4 separate regions of the Mus musculus genome follow, and all the other regions are linked to region 2. Evidence: chromatin contacts called from public Hi-C and HiChIP or PLAC-seq data. All regions are on one chromosome and are shown on one strand. The core of a region is the stretch at or near the end of the contact, and the rest is flanking DNA. Distances in the headings are between cores, read along the strand shown. Region 1 holds the start of Fzd1 (frizzled class receptor 1). Region 2 has its middle 50 kb from the start of Gm40261. Region 3 has its middle 30 kb from the start of Fzd1. Region 4 overlaps Cdk14 (cyclin-dependent kinase 14).

Region 1 (2,991 bases), core at 421-2,920, 430 kb before region 2:
GGACACCAACGAGCTTCACGGGGCCTGCCCGGATGTAGACAAGCCTCATCTTGAGTGGTGATCTGTACAGTGTATCGGAATGTTGATGTTTCTCCACGCGAGCCTGAGTCCTGCTCCCTCTTTCAGTCGCCCTGGAACCACTTCCCGCTTCTGTGGGGGAAAGCCACCTGCACTAGCTATCTATTGTTTGAACAGTTTGGTTCATGATATTTTGTACCAGCTAAAGAGCCCTTTCTTTCCTGTCATGACCAGGGCATGTTCTCCTTGCCTGCCCCTCAGAAACTTGAGGGGTTTGTTTGTTTGTTGCCTTTTTGTTTTGTTTTCTGTTTTGTGCTTTTCTCTTTTGCATTTTGCATCTATTTCTCCGATGACCCCTCCCATTCCTCATCTCCCGTGTTAGCAGGTCATTTACTTCCCTTGCGTCCCTTTTGAGAATGGGTGGGCACTGCCATCACTGGTGACGTTCCTGTGCCCACTGTACTATGCCCTCCTTTAAATATGTGCCAGGGCTTCCTCTGTGCTCCCTACCTCCTGAGACAGTGCTCACTGTATCATGGATGCTTGGTAAATATCTAATGAAAAGTGAATCTGTATAAAAGAAGATAGAAAATAATTCGGGAACAGTCTCGTGAGATAATATCTAATGAAAAGTGAATCTGTATAAAAGAAGATAGAAAATAATTCGGGAACAGTCTCGTGAGATAAGTCTAATCGAAGGGGGGGGGGACTCTTGATAGAATTAATAAAACATAATAGCACTTTATTGATAAATCCGACTCACACAAGTTCTTGAAAATAAACTTGCAAGAACAAGCATGTGTGTCTGCTGAGGTTGATTATCCTGGTTTGAGTCGACTGACTGACTGTGCTTGGTCTTTCAGACTCACTTTGGTCATGTGTTTTGTCCTTCAAACTAATAGCTTCAGCTTTGACTACTTCCACTGAGGAGGAACTTAAATGACCCAGGCCTCAGAAGTTCCCAACAGACCCTGCAGGGTCCCCAGTGTTTAGAAGCGGCCCTCAAATGGTCCCAGATTGATCCTCCTGTCTGGATGTATGGCTCCCGTGTCTCACGCTGGAGCACCCAATGCGTTGGTTCTCAAGCCGGTTTTCCTCCAGCATTTAATGAATAGCTTCTGTTTTCCTTTACTTCTGTTTCTGATACCATTAAAGAGAAGGGGGAAAGTTTGACTACACGACGCATACTACTCACAGGAGCATCTGGGTTTACAATTTACATCCCACCAAACTTTGCGTTTTGCTTTCATTTGACAGCGATCGGGGGAAATGGCGCGTCCAAAGTCCACCAAGGCCAGTCTGTGAGCTCCACGGTTTATTGGAGTCATAGTTTAAACAAAACCTCGACAGACTTAAATTCAAAGGAAACCCGACTCTCAAGTCAGGGGCACGCAATCAGAACGCAGCACTCAAAGTAGCAGTCTGTGACCAGAGAGTCGAGGGTAGGATTATAAAATATGAAGACAGATAAAAAGCAAGACAGAGCTAAATCCCCGCGGCCAGCCGACTCCTATTCATTATCTCCTGCCGCATATGGGACCATTCTCTTACTTGTCCTCGCCCTTTCTTCTGCAAAAGCAAAAGCGACCTAGCCTGTCCGGCTTCATAGCTACTCTTTGTGCCGGAGCGGAGTCTCTGCCACCGCCACCACTACTTCCTCCACCTCCTCCGGTCTGCTGCGGGCTCCAGTCCGGGCTCGGAGGGAAAGGGCTCCCTTTGCGCTGTGAAGCGGGTGCTGCGATTGGGCGACGGTCCCTGAGCCGCCAGCTCCGCGTCGGTTTCAAGGCTCCTCCCTCCCGGTGAAAGACAGACTGGGGGGCGCCTAGAAACCCGTTGGAGGGCGCGCGAGGGAGAGCAGAGGCTGCGAGTTGAGGGATTGACACAAATGGTCAGGCGGCGGCGGAGAAGGAGGAGGCGGAGGCGCAGGGGGGACCCAGGGCGGCTAGGCTGCCGAGAGTTGGGCGCTCCTCTGCCCGGCTGCGACCACTAACGCGGCGCCGCCTGACAAGAGCCACAGCCTGCCGCGGGCCAGGGAAGAGGGACGCGACCCCGGCGCGCCTGGACCACTCTTGCTCTCCTCGCCGCCCGCGCTTCATGAACCGCAAGTTTCCGCGGCGGCGGCGGCGGCTGCGGGACGCGGAGCAGAATCCCGGGGAGCGGGCAGAGAGCGGCCGCACCCCGACGGAGGGCACGGGCGACCAGCTCTCCCGGATCACAGTGGGAGCCACCACCCGCCGCGCCGCTGCCCGTCCCAGTCAATCCGCGCCGAGGAGGGAGCCGAAAAAGTATGGCTGAGGAGGCGGCGCCTAGCGAGTCCCGGGCCGCCGGCCGGCTGAGCTTGGAACTTTGTGCCGAAGCACTCCCGGGCCGGCGGGAGGAGGTGGGGCACGAGGACACGGCCAGCCACCGCCGCCCCCGGGCTGATCCCCGGCGTTGGGCTAGCGGGCTGCTGCTGCTGCTTTGGTTGCTGGAGGCTCCTCTGCTTTTGGGGGTCCGAGCGCAGGCGGCGGGCCAGGTATCCGGGCCGGGCCAGCAAGCCCCGCCGCCGCCCCAGCCCCAGCAGAGCGGGCAGCAGTACAACGGCGAACGGGGCATCTCCATCCCGGACCACGGCTACTGCCAGCCCATCTCCATCCCGCTGTGCACGGACATCGCGTACAACCAGACCATCATGCCCAACCTGCTGGGCCACACGAATCAGGAGGACGCCGGTCTGGAGGTGCACCAGTTCTACCCTCTGGTGAAGGTGCAGTGCTCCGCCGAGCTCAAGTTCTTCCTGTGCTCCATGTACGCGCCTGTGTGCACCGTACTGGAGCAGGCGCTACCGCCCTGCCGCTCCCTGTGCGAGCGCGCACGCCAGGGCTGCGAGGCGCTCATGAACAAGTTCGGCTTCCAGTGGCCAGACACACTCAAGTGCGAGAAGTTCCCGGTGCACGGCGCAGGAGAGCTGTGCGTGGGCCAGAACACGTCCGA
Region 2 (3,078 bases), core at 188-2,687:
CTTCCACATGCATGTGTGGGTGTCTTCACCCCACTCACACACATAAAAAAACATACAAAAGACCACAGTTTTATAGATAGTCACTATTTCCTTATGCTGCCTTCTAGAACATTTCATGTGTAGCATAATACCACACAGTCGGAATGCCTTTTAAATATGTGTGAAGAAAGAAATAAAATGCTCAAACAACGCTCACTAGTGAAAGAAAATCCTCCAAAAATATAAATAATAATACTGGATTTCAAATAGCTTCAGTAGAGAAAATAAAAATCGAGTTTTTGGTGTATTATTTCTCTTGGTTGCTTAATAAGATTTTGTGTTTTTGTTCAAAGCCCACAAATGACAAAGAACCAGCTGCTTAATTTAAGATTATAGCCTGTCCAGGAGTAAGTGGGGAACCTTGATTCACATAAACAAGAGACTCAAAGAGTGAGAGTTTGATGTGACGTTAAAGACATTTTAGAAAGATTTTCCCTCACCCAGGTCCACTAATGCTAGCACACTTAGACATGAGCATCAAGGGGCAGACAGATTCTCAGTTAGATGGTTTTTCTTGAGATTTTCAGTAGGTATCTGACCAGCAAAAGGTACGGAACACCTGAGAGCTCTTCATTAGTGAGATGAGCTAATCTCCAAGCATACTCCATATAGGGCAACAACAATCAGAACTTAATACACAAAACACCCAGACTGGTGCAGAGGGACTCAAAAACTACTAACTACTTTCATTGAAATGTTAAATCCAGGAACAGAAGAAGGGAAATAAGTCAATGGGTTCCTTTCTGATCATCTTTCTCTTAAGAGTTCCTCACCACTGAAATAGTGGGAACACTGTGCTAAACATGTAGTGCAGATAATTATCTAACGTAATATCCAAATATGTACATAATCTGGAGCTTCATTATTTATTAGAAAGATAGTAGAGACATAATATCTAAAATAATGAACAATTGACCTAACTAGCCTATGTTCAAATATTAGCCCTTCCATTTTCTCAATGGGTAACAACAATAAGGAAGTTATCTAATGTCTCTGTGTCTTCCTACGGTATAAAAGGAAATAATGTTAGTACTTATTTTGCAGGCACTATAAGGACTCAAATATTTGGAAAGCACTCAGCATGTTATCTGTGCCAGGAATATAATGTATCATCATCATTACTATCATTTTTATTATCATCACCAACATCATCATCATAATCAACAACAGCAGCAGCATAGAACACCACCACCTTGGACACCAGACAAGATATTATTTGTATTGGATGTCCCTAAAGAAACCTTTCAGAGTCATGGATCCTAAACGTAGGACTATCAGCATACCATTTACTGCTCAAATCTCAGCCTCAGAAATACTAGAGACACTTTGTACACTGGACCTAACATATGAGTAAGTCTGGCTCAGAGAATGCCAGGGAGACGCAAGAGAAACACTGTGTGCAAATACAGACTGAGTCATCTACAGCTCTGGGGTTAGAGTGTGCCAGCTTCTCTTGGCTTGCAGCAATGCAGATAGACTGTGGGAAGAACTTTCAGTTTGGTGGAATTTACTGTTTTATATGTGCTTTGTGGCTGTGAAATCACAGCACTTGCAGAGTTGAGAGGACATCATATATCTGCTCGTCCAACCATTTTACAGATGAGGAAACTGATCCAGAAAAGAACAGTGATGGGTCAGCATGTGGCTAGTAGGTAGTGAAGCCTCTGAAGGAAAGTCTTTTCAGAACCTTAGTGATCATGAGTCATCGTAGAATGTTCCCAGCTTCATACTATAAATCTGATTAACTAGATCCATATTTTATAAATAAGTAGCTTAAAGAGTAGGAGTACTTCACCCAGTTGAACTTCAAATTACTTTAGATCAAAGTAATGTATCTTTTTGGATATCAGACTCTTGCTTAAAAATTTATGTGCTTTAAAATTCCTGTTACAGAGAACATAAACAGTACATTGAGTTTGATCAGTCAGTGAAAAATTAATCTCAGGGGGTAAATGTTTCATCTTTCCAGGCATCGGAGAACGACATAACAAGCATTTTACTGAGTTCCATTCTGGCCCTGAAATCGTCTGTTTATGCCATGTGGATGAAGAGCTTACTGAGAAGCTGACCGTTCCTCACAAGGCCTCCCTTACAGGAAGGAGGCTACTCTGGAAACAGTCCCACCGTTCAACATCTTGCACATTTGCCATGACCCAGACATACAAACACAGCTTGCTCGTGTCTGCTTTTAACAGAAGACTCAGAGCTGGGTGAATTAGATCTCTTACCCCACTGTCTACTCTCATCCAACTTCACAAGCCCTGCATCATGTTTTATTAAGTGGACTGCTTTTCCTTTAATGCTCCATCCTGACTCCCACTCCCTTCCCTCCTAGAGCCATCCACTCCAATGCTTATAAAACCTAGGTGCTGTGGTGGTTGTCCAATTAAGGGATACCCAGGTAGCTGGGAAAGCATCATTGTATGAGATTGTGGGAACATCAGTGGGCATGACCTGGCTTTTTGAAGGACTACCAGTTAAAATTCTTAGAACATCTGTATGGGGTTGGACTTCCACTACCAATGCAAGAGGGGTTCCCCAGGTTCCTCACCAACAGTGAGTGCTAGCTGCCTTTCTTATGGGCATCTGTCTAGTAGGCAGGAATTTGTTAGTGGGCCACTCTGGGATCTCCATCTCTTAGAAACACTCATATCCTCACCTCCCCCCTTTGAAAATGAGGAGGTCTAGATTTCCATACACACCACACACAAGTCCTGAGAAACAGGAAGTGGTATCTTGGGACATACACATGCTTTTTCCCACACCAATCTGCCATATCTCAAAATATTTCTCATAGGCCTTCATTCTCTGGGGAATTGGGGTGGTGGTGGGACCCCTGGGGTTTGGGGGTGGTGCTTGGGTTGGGAGGGTGAGGGGTGTCCCATCCCTCTGAAAGCCTTTCTGGAAGTTTTTGACATCAACATTTGTGAAACTGATAGACCAGGATTGCGTTCCTGTCCTCCTCGATCCCTTTTCCCTTTCTTGCCCCCCTCCTCTCCCCAGTCTTCCTCCCCACACCATCTTCCCTTCCTTTTGCCA
Region 3 (2,860 bases), core at 76-2,575, 470 kb before region 2:
CTCTGGCACCTTCACTTTCCCCCTTAGGGGTTCTGAAAGTAAAGATTGAGTCCTCCCCAAGTCTGAGATAGGGTCTATATAAGCCTCCTCCCTATTTTTTCTGGAAATACACTATCTATGTTCCCATTATGTGCAGCCGGAAGTCTGAAGATCAGCCAAGAGGCAGCTGAAAATGAAGCCCGGATGCAGGGGTGCCCTGAGACCCTACAGTTAGAAGATCTGAAGATGGAAAGATATGGTCTTGGGAGGCCAAAATGGGCTGGTATATGTAGACATCAGAGGGATTGCAGAAAAACTAGAACCTCACGAGGTATTAGTAACTGCCAAGGTCCCCAACACAGAAGCCTAGCCTAGCCAAGTGGTACCTCGGTGTCAGAGGACGTACTGCCTGGAGCCCAAAGGAAGTCTAAAGCTAAGGAAGAGGAGAGTGAGAAACAGAGGCGATAAGGAAGAGGACAGTGAGAAACAGAGGCGATGAGTGGAACCTGCAGCTGTTGACAAGAACCCACACTGAACATCTCTGAGCTCCAGGGCTCTCCACTCGCACAGAACGAAGTATGGTATGTCGTTGTCCTGGCAACCCACTTCTACTTAATAGATCACCTTCTGCATTTAGTGTCTTAAAGCAGGCATTTATTATCTCAAACTTTCCATGGGGTCAGAAGGAGTTTATCTAGATGATTGTGAGTTGCAACATTTTATGAAGTCAGGCTGCAATCTGATGGTGGTCCAACTAAGTTCACCTGAGGCTGTGCTATTGGTACCAGATCTTAGAAGGTCAACAAAGTCAACAGAGTGCTGAACAGCTGGGTCAGAGCCCTAGAATCTAACTGCTTCCTCACAAGCTTGATGGCTCCAGGTTAGGTGTTTGAGACTTGGGGCTCCAAGGGATGCTGAATCGCTTTTTAGGATGTAGCATCCAGGTTGTTAGAAACCACCATGGCCAGTCTATCCTTAAAGAAAAGAGACTTAAATTTTATCTTTTAATAGAAATTGTAGTCATATTACAAAAGATGTACAGGTCACTGTTGATCACAAGTCATGTATACTGAGCCCATAGACAAAATACCTCTATTCTGTACTGTGCTTTGTTTTCTGTTGCTGTGATAAATCACTGACTGAGAAAATAATCTGAGAAGAACAGGGTTTATTTTAACCTATATTTCCAGGCAACAATCCACCATTGAGGGAAGTCAGAGTAAGAAATCTAGCAGTAATTGAAGCAGAAACCACAGAGGAATGCGGCTTATTGACCAGCTCAGTGGCTTACTCAGAGAACTTTCTTGTTTAATGCAGACCTACCTGCCTAGGAATGCCGCAGCCCTCAGTGGACTGGGCCCTCCCAAATTAGTCATCATTCAAGACAATCTTTTATAGACATGACCACTGGCCAGTCTGATCTGGGAAATTCACCAACTGAGGTTTCCTCTTTCCGTGTTAACTCTAGGATGTATGAAGTTGACAATAAAAATTACCCATCACACCCCATAACACACAAGGTCTGTAATATATTACCTGTTATGTATCTGTCTCTGGCTTGGGGTCTGAAATCTCATCTAAATTTAGTAAAAGTGCTATACCTGGGGCTCCTAGGGTATAGGTCCTTGTATTTGTTCCATAATTAACATACTGTGAAAGAGTCATCACAGGACAACCTAAACAGATGTTTCAGAAACAGAGCACATGTAGTAATTAGTAGTGTGTGACCATTCTGAAGTCCACAAGGGGCATTGCCTGTTCCTTGATTAGAGGTCAGTATTCCCGGGGCTTTCAGCTCCATGTTCTAGACTCTTGGCTCCTTCCAGTTATCCTTTCTTTTCTATTAGTATACCCTGATTTTATGGCTGAATGACTTCTCAGAGGCATTCGGAGGCCTGAAGTTCCTCTTCATTTTGTTCAAACTCTGTAATAGTTAGTGTTAATTGGCAGTTGGGGTGGGGAGTAAGATCACTTGAAAACTGTTTCCTGACAATCTTATTGGGGGACTCTCTATCTCATAAAAACATAGGATAGCACCAGTGTCTTTAATAACTAGCCTTGAACACCACATAGAATTGTTTTTTATTCCTCCCATCTCTCTCTAAGATCTACTTCTTTATTTAAAAATCGGAGTCACCAAGACCAGCCCAATGTTTAATAAGAGATGAGAAAGTAGCCTCAGCCCCTTGATGAGCAGAATTTTGAAGAATTTTTGCAGATTAGTTAATTTAAGTACTACACAGCCCATTGAAAAATGGTGTACACAATTACCCACCAAGAAACCTTGCCAGACTGATGAGAAGAAAACAGATGGAGATTTTCTTGTACTTCTGGGAATTAAGTCTCAGGTCTCTGGAATTATCTGCAATTGGATATTATCCCTCATAAGCTCCAAGGAAACCTTTGCCCATCTATGGCTCTTGGATCCTGAAGTGCTAATTGCCTGGCTTGCAGCAAAGTGTTCCAGAGGGAACTTCTACCCTCTACCCTTCCCTGGCTTCCCAGTTCCCAGAACTGAGTAACCAACTGTCCCAAAGGGAAGACAATTCTTTACGAACAGTATATGCTCCATCGCTTGTCTCTGAGACTTGCTAACAATGCTTGGATTTGCCTTACACTGGGCATGGTGTTTACAATAGTAATTCTTAAAAACACTGCTTGTCAGAGAATTAAATGAGGCGGCTTTAAATATTTCACAGGGAACTAATATAGTATCTTTGTCAACAGACAATCAAGTTCCGGGCTCCACCCCTTCAAAGGCAATGAAATCCCTTATCTATCAGGTGTTGATAGTAGGGGATGTACGTTTTATAGCCATTACTAGAATAGTGAGAAAAACATCCTCCCTGTGTGATAAAACTCTAGGTATTCAGAGATATTT
Region 4 (2,971 bases), core at 347-2,846, 500 kb before region 2:
GGGATTATAAATAAGCAAGCCACTATGCTTGCCTGGATTTTTTTATATATGTATGGGTGCTGGGAATCCAAACTCCAGCATTCATGCTTGCACGGCAAGCCCCACCACTGAGCCATCTTTCCAGACTCCACAGCTTTTTCTTTAATGGTAGAAAACTGCATACATACAAGAGGTTAGAGTCTATGTCAATGTTTCTCCCCTCTGGCCATCACCCATTCTCCCCATGCTACTCAGTTGATCTACAACAAACACAAGCCAACTGTGTTCATTTTGAACCATTTTACTGTGTATTTTTATACACAGTTGGTTTTTTATTTTAGTTATGTGTATGGGTATGTGCTTACGTAGGTGCCCATGGGGGCCATGGAGGTCTCAGGAATCCCAAGAACTAGAGTGTGTAACGTTTGCTGTCACTTCAACAGTTGCCCGATTATCTGTCAGATGTCTCAGAATCTCTGCCTTTGTGTTTAAGTAATTCTTAACTTTGCATAAAATGGGCACAGAACACAGAAGTAGTGAGGAATTGCAGGCATTCAAGAAAACACATGAAAAGACATTAATTCTACCATTGATGGCAAGGCTATAGAAAACAGGAAAAATTCTAATATGTTTAGAATTTCCCTGAATGCACAATTTCAGTTTGAAGCCTTGAAAACCATCCCTCTTGGGAGAATAGGATTTCTGTGTGGTGAAATACATTAATTCTTGAAGTCAGACCTATGAACCAAGATATATTCAGAAAATCTATCCATCCCTGGCCCTCCCTGCCCTGTACATTTTTCTTAGATCTTGTGATATGCCTTCCGTTAAGTAATACGTCATTGCTGTACCTTCCAATAAGCCATGAATTGTATTAATTTTACATAAGAAGGGAGGAACAAGAAAGGAGGTTGGAATTCTTCCTAATAGGAATAAGTAAATCTATCTCTAGTTATGACTTGTTTTCTTAGATCAGTGCTGGTGTGCTTCTGTTTGTGGCACAAGAGCACTTACCAACAGCCACGCCATTTTAAGGAGAATTTCAAACAAACAAACAAACAAACAAACAAACAAAAAACAAAAACAAAAACAAAAGGAGAAGACTATCAATGCAAACCACTTTTATGTTTAAGGAAAGGATACAAATATAAGATTCATATTGCAAAACCTAATTTTGCATTGAGACTCTCACCAAAGATTTAGGAATGGATGGATGCATTTTGAAAGAGAGAGAGAGAGAGAGAGAGAGAGAGAGAGAGAGAGAGAGAGAGAGAGAGAGAGAGATCTGTGTTCACTGCCCTAGCTGCGGGAGAGCTCTTCAGAGTCTACCATTTTACAGGCAGCAAGTGAAAATATAACTCTTAAGACTCATGCCACAAACCCCTAATGCCTAGTCGACTTCTAAAAGATTGCATCTAGTTACAAGATACACAATTCAAAGCTTACAAAAAAAAAAAAAAAGAGTAATTAAGAAAACTTTTTTTCTATTGCAAGAGAAAACCAGATTGTTTCCATTAATTTTATGAGTGATGTTTATTTTTGTTGGCTAAGAACTAGGCCTGGGTTGGTGTGGCGCCCAGTGGGAGGGAGGTCTGACCAAAACAGCACACTGTCTGTCTATGTCACAGACATGCCTTGCATTCGTGCCTCTGTAGCCACACGGCACTCCCGACCTTCCCTTCCTCTACCCTGTCCAGCTGGGTTCTCAGGCGCCCTGTTGCCCTCCATTTGAGCGTTTAGGATCAGCATCCAGGCCCATCCATCAGCCTTCGGATCCTGCTCTGCTCTTTATTCTGCTGTCTCACTCCTCCATTCTTGTAAGATTCTCTCCAAACTGTTTCTCCAAAATTCTGCCTGTTTGACAGATCTCTTTTGCCCTTCTGTGTCCCGATTGGTGGCACATGAGTCTTCCAAAGTACCCTTGACGTAGTGCCGAATCTCCCCTCATATGCGGGTGCATAAGGAGGCAGGTTTAGCTAACGTCGGTATGGAAAGCAGTCTTCAGCAGTGAATATCTTCGGGGAAAAGCTATGGTGGACATATCGTTCCACAGTATCAGTGTTCACACTCAGAGCCTCACGGAAGGCTTCACCATCCGTCTAAGCTTTACTCAGTTCACTCTCTCAGTCTATGTTACTCATGGGCTGAGACATTGGGGTTCCTGACATGGCTGTGCCCGTGTGAAGCAGTGCACATCCATTCAGAACTTGATCCACCCCCTACGACTGACAGAACTACTAGCAAGCATTAGAAATGTTATATTTTTCTAGAGATGAGTAGGAAGTCCTCCTTTGTAATTTTCCTTGATCTCACGGAAATCAGGAACGACAAGTCTGGAGGCCCAACAGTGGACTCATGTTTAGGCATGGGAAGAGGCACTGCCTACAGCTGTCTGTAAAATAGGAATCAAGAAGAGGGGCAGATAGCATCCTGGTGAAATGAGCTATGTCTCAGGTACCACTAAACATCAGCCACTCACCTTTAGGCCAGAAGAGGGAAGCAAACTGCAGCCTAAGTGACTGCCTGTTACCTGTGAACAGGTAGGCATCTTACCTGTGGAGAGGTAGGCGTCTCCCACATAAGCAGCCTAGAAAGCTCTTTGGCCTGCTGAGCCTGCTTCTATTCAGTTCCCAGTGTTAATTCTTGTATCTGGTAACTGGTGTCACCATCAGCGATGGGGTAGATGAGGCTCTGACCCTGTATGGCACCTGATGCTTCTCCATCATGGCTCATTCTCAAGGATATGGAAGCCATGGCTGTTAGGCTACTCATGCCACTGAGAAAACCAGAGTCTAGTTATCTGTCTGTTCTCTATCCCTGCATGGGACTTCCAAAGGACACTTTAGTTTCCTTAAATCAACAACAACAACAACAACAACAACAACAACAAAACCCTAAGCCTCCTCTTGATCATTTAAAAGAAAGACATGAAAGATGTGGAAAGTATAGATTTATTGTGCAAAGTCTGTTTTTCCCCCCTCTTAAATATCCT

What was found. A called contact is a pair of places that touch in the nucleus more often than the background predicts. HiChIP or PLAC-seq counts read pairs in DNA pulled down with a chosen protein or histone mark.
Region 1: a Hi-C map of uterus shows a contact between it and region 2, with 4 times the contacts expected there. The contact joins the promoter of Fzd1 here to the enhancer-like site in region 2. A contact is called at or near these places in 13 of 39 promoter capture datasets (the 3T3-L1 cell line, 3T3-L1-derived adipocytes, the HPC-7 cell line and 10 more), 1 of 15 datasets of contacts at CTCF or cohesin (the NIH/3T3 cell line), 14 of 484 Hi-C or Micro-C datasets (the C2C12 cell line, the HL-1 cell line, cerebral cortex and 5 more), 19 of 115 datasets of contacts at active chromatin or transcription factors (the NIH/3T3 cell line, astrocytes, cardiomyocytes and 15 more) and 1 of 9 other capture datasets (adipose tissue).
Region 3: a contact with region 2 is called in a FOXA1 HiChIP or PLAC-seq map of pancreatic cancer cells. The contact joins two enhancer-like sites. A contact is called at or near these places in 1 of 39 promoter capture datasets (neural stem cells), 1 of 484 Hi-C or Micro-C datasets (bone marrow-derived macrophages) and 1 of 115 datasets of contacts at active chromatin or transcription factors (pancreatic cancer cells).
Region 4: a Hi-C map of uterus shows a contact between it and region 2. The contact joins two enhancer-like sites. A contact is called at or near these places in 4 of 484 Hi-C or Micro-C datasets (all in uterus) and 1 of 115 datasets of contacts at active chromatin or transcription factors (astrocytes).

The regions. Positions count from the first base shown.
Region 1 is chr5:4,756,895-4,759,885 of GRCm38.p6, reverse strand. It overlaps Fzd1 (frizzled class receptor 1), which reads left to right and starts at 1,670. Exons shown (of 1, transcript NM_021457.3): 1 at 1,670-2,991. The coding sequence starts at 2,306.
Region 2 is chr5:4,321,915-4,324,992 of GRCm38.p6, reverse strand. No RefSeq gene overlaps it. Among named protein-coding and RNA genes, the nearest start is that of Gm40261, 50 kb to the right of the region's middle. Within about 2 kb of position 1,437, at least 66 of the 459 cell types and tissues checked have an H3K27ac peak or open chromatin away from gene starts, as enhancers often do. A contact at or near this core is called in the C2C12 cell line, the NIH/3T3 cell line, the SN4741 cell line and 6 more, where this site is marked.
Region 3 is chr5:4,787,091-4,789,950 of GRCm38.p6, reverse strand. No RefSeq gene overlaps it. Among named protein-coding and RNA genes, the nearest start is that of Fzd1, 30 kb to the right of the region's middle. Within about 2 kb of position 1,325, at least 26 of the 459 cell types and tissues checked have an H3K27ac peak or open chromatin away from gene starts, as enhancers often do. A contact at or near this core is called in pancreatic cancer cells, where this site is marked.
Region 4 is chr5:4,824,791-4,827,761 of GRCm38.p6, reverse strand. The region is part of intron 14 of Cdk14 (cyclin-dependent kinase 14); the gene reads left to right. Among named protein-coding and RNA genes, the nearest start is that of Fzd1, 68 kb to the right of the region's middle. Within about 2 kb of position 1,596, at least 34 of the 459 cell types and tissues checked have an H3K27ac peak or open chromatin away from gene starts, as enhancers often do. A contact at or near this core is called in uterus, where this site is marked.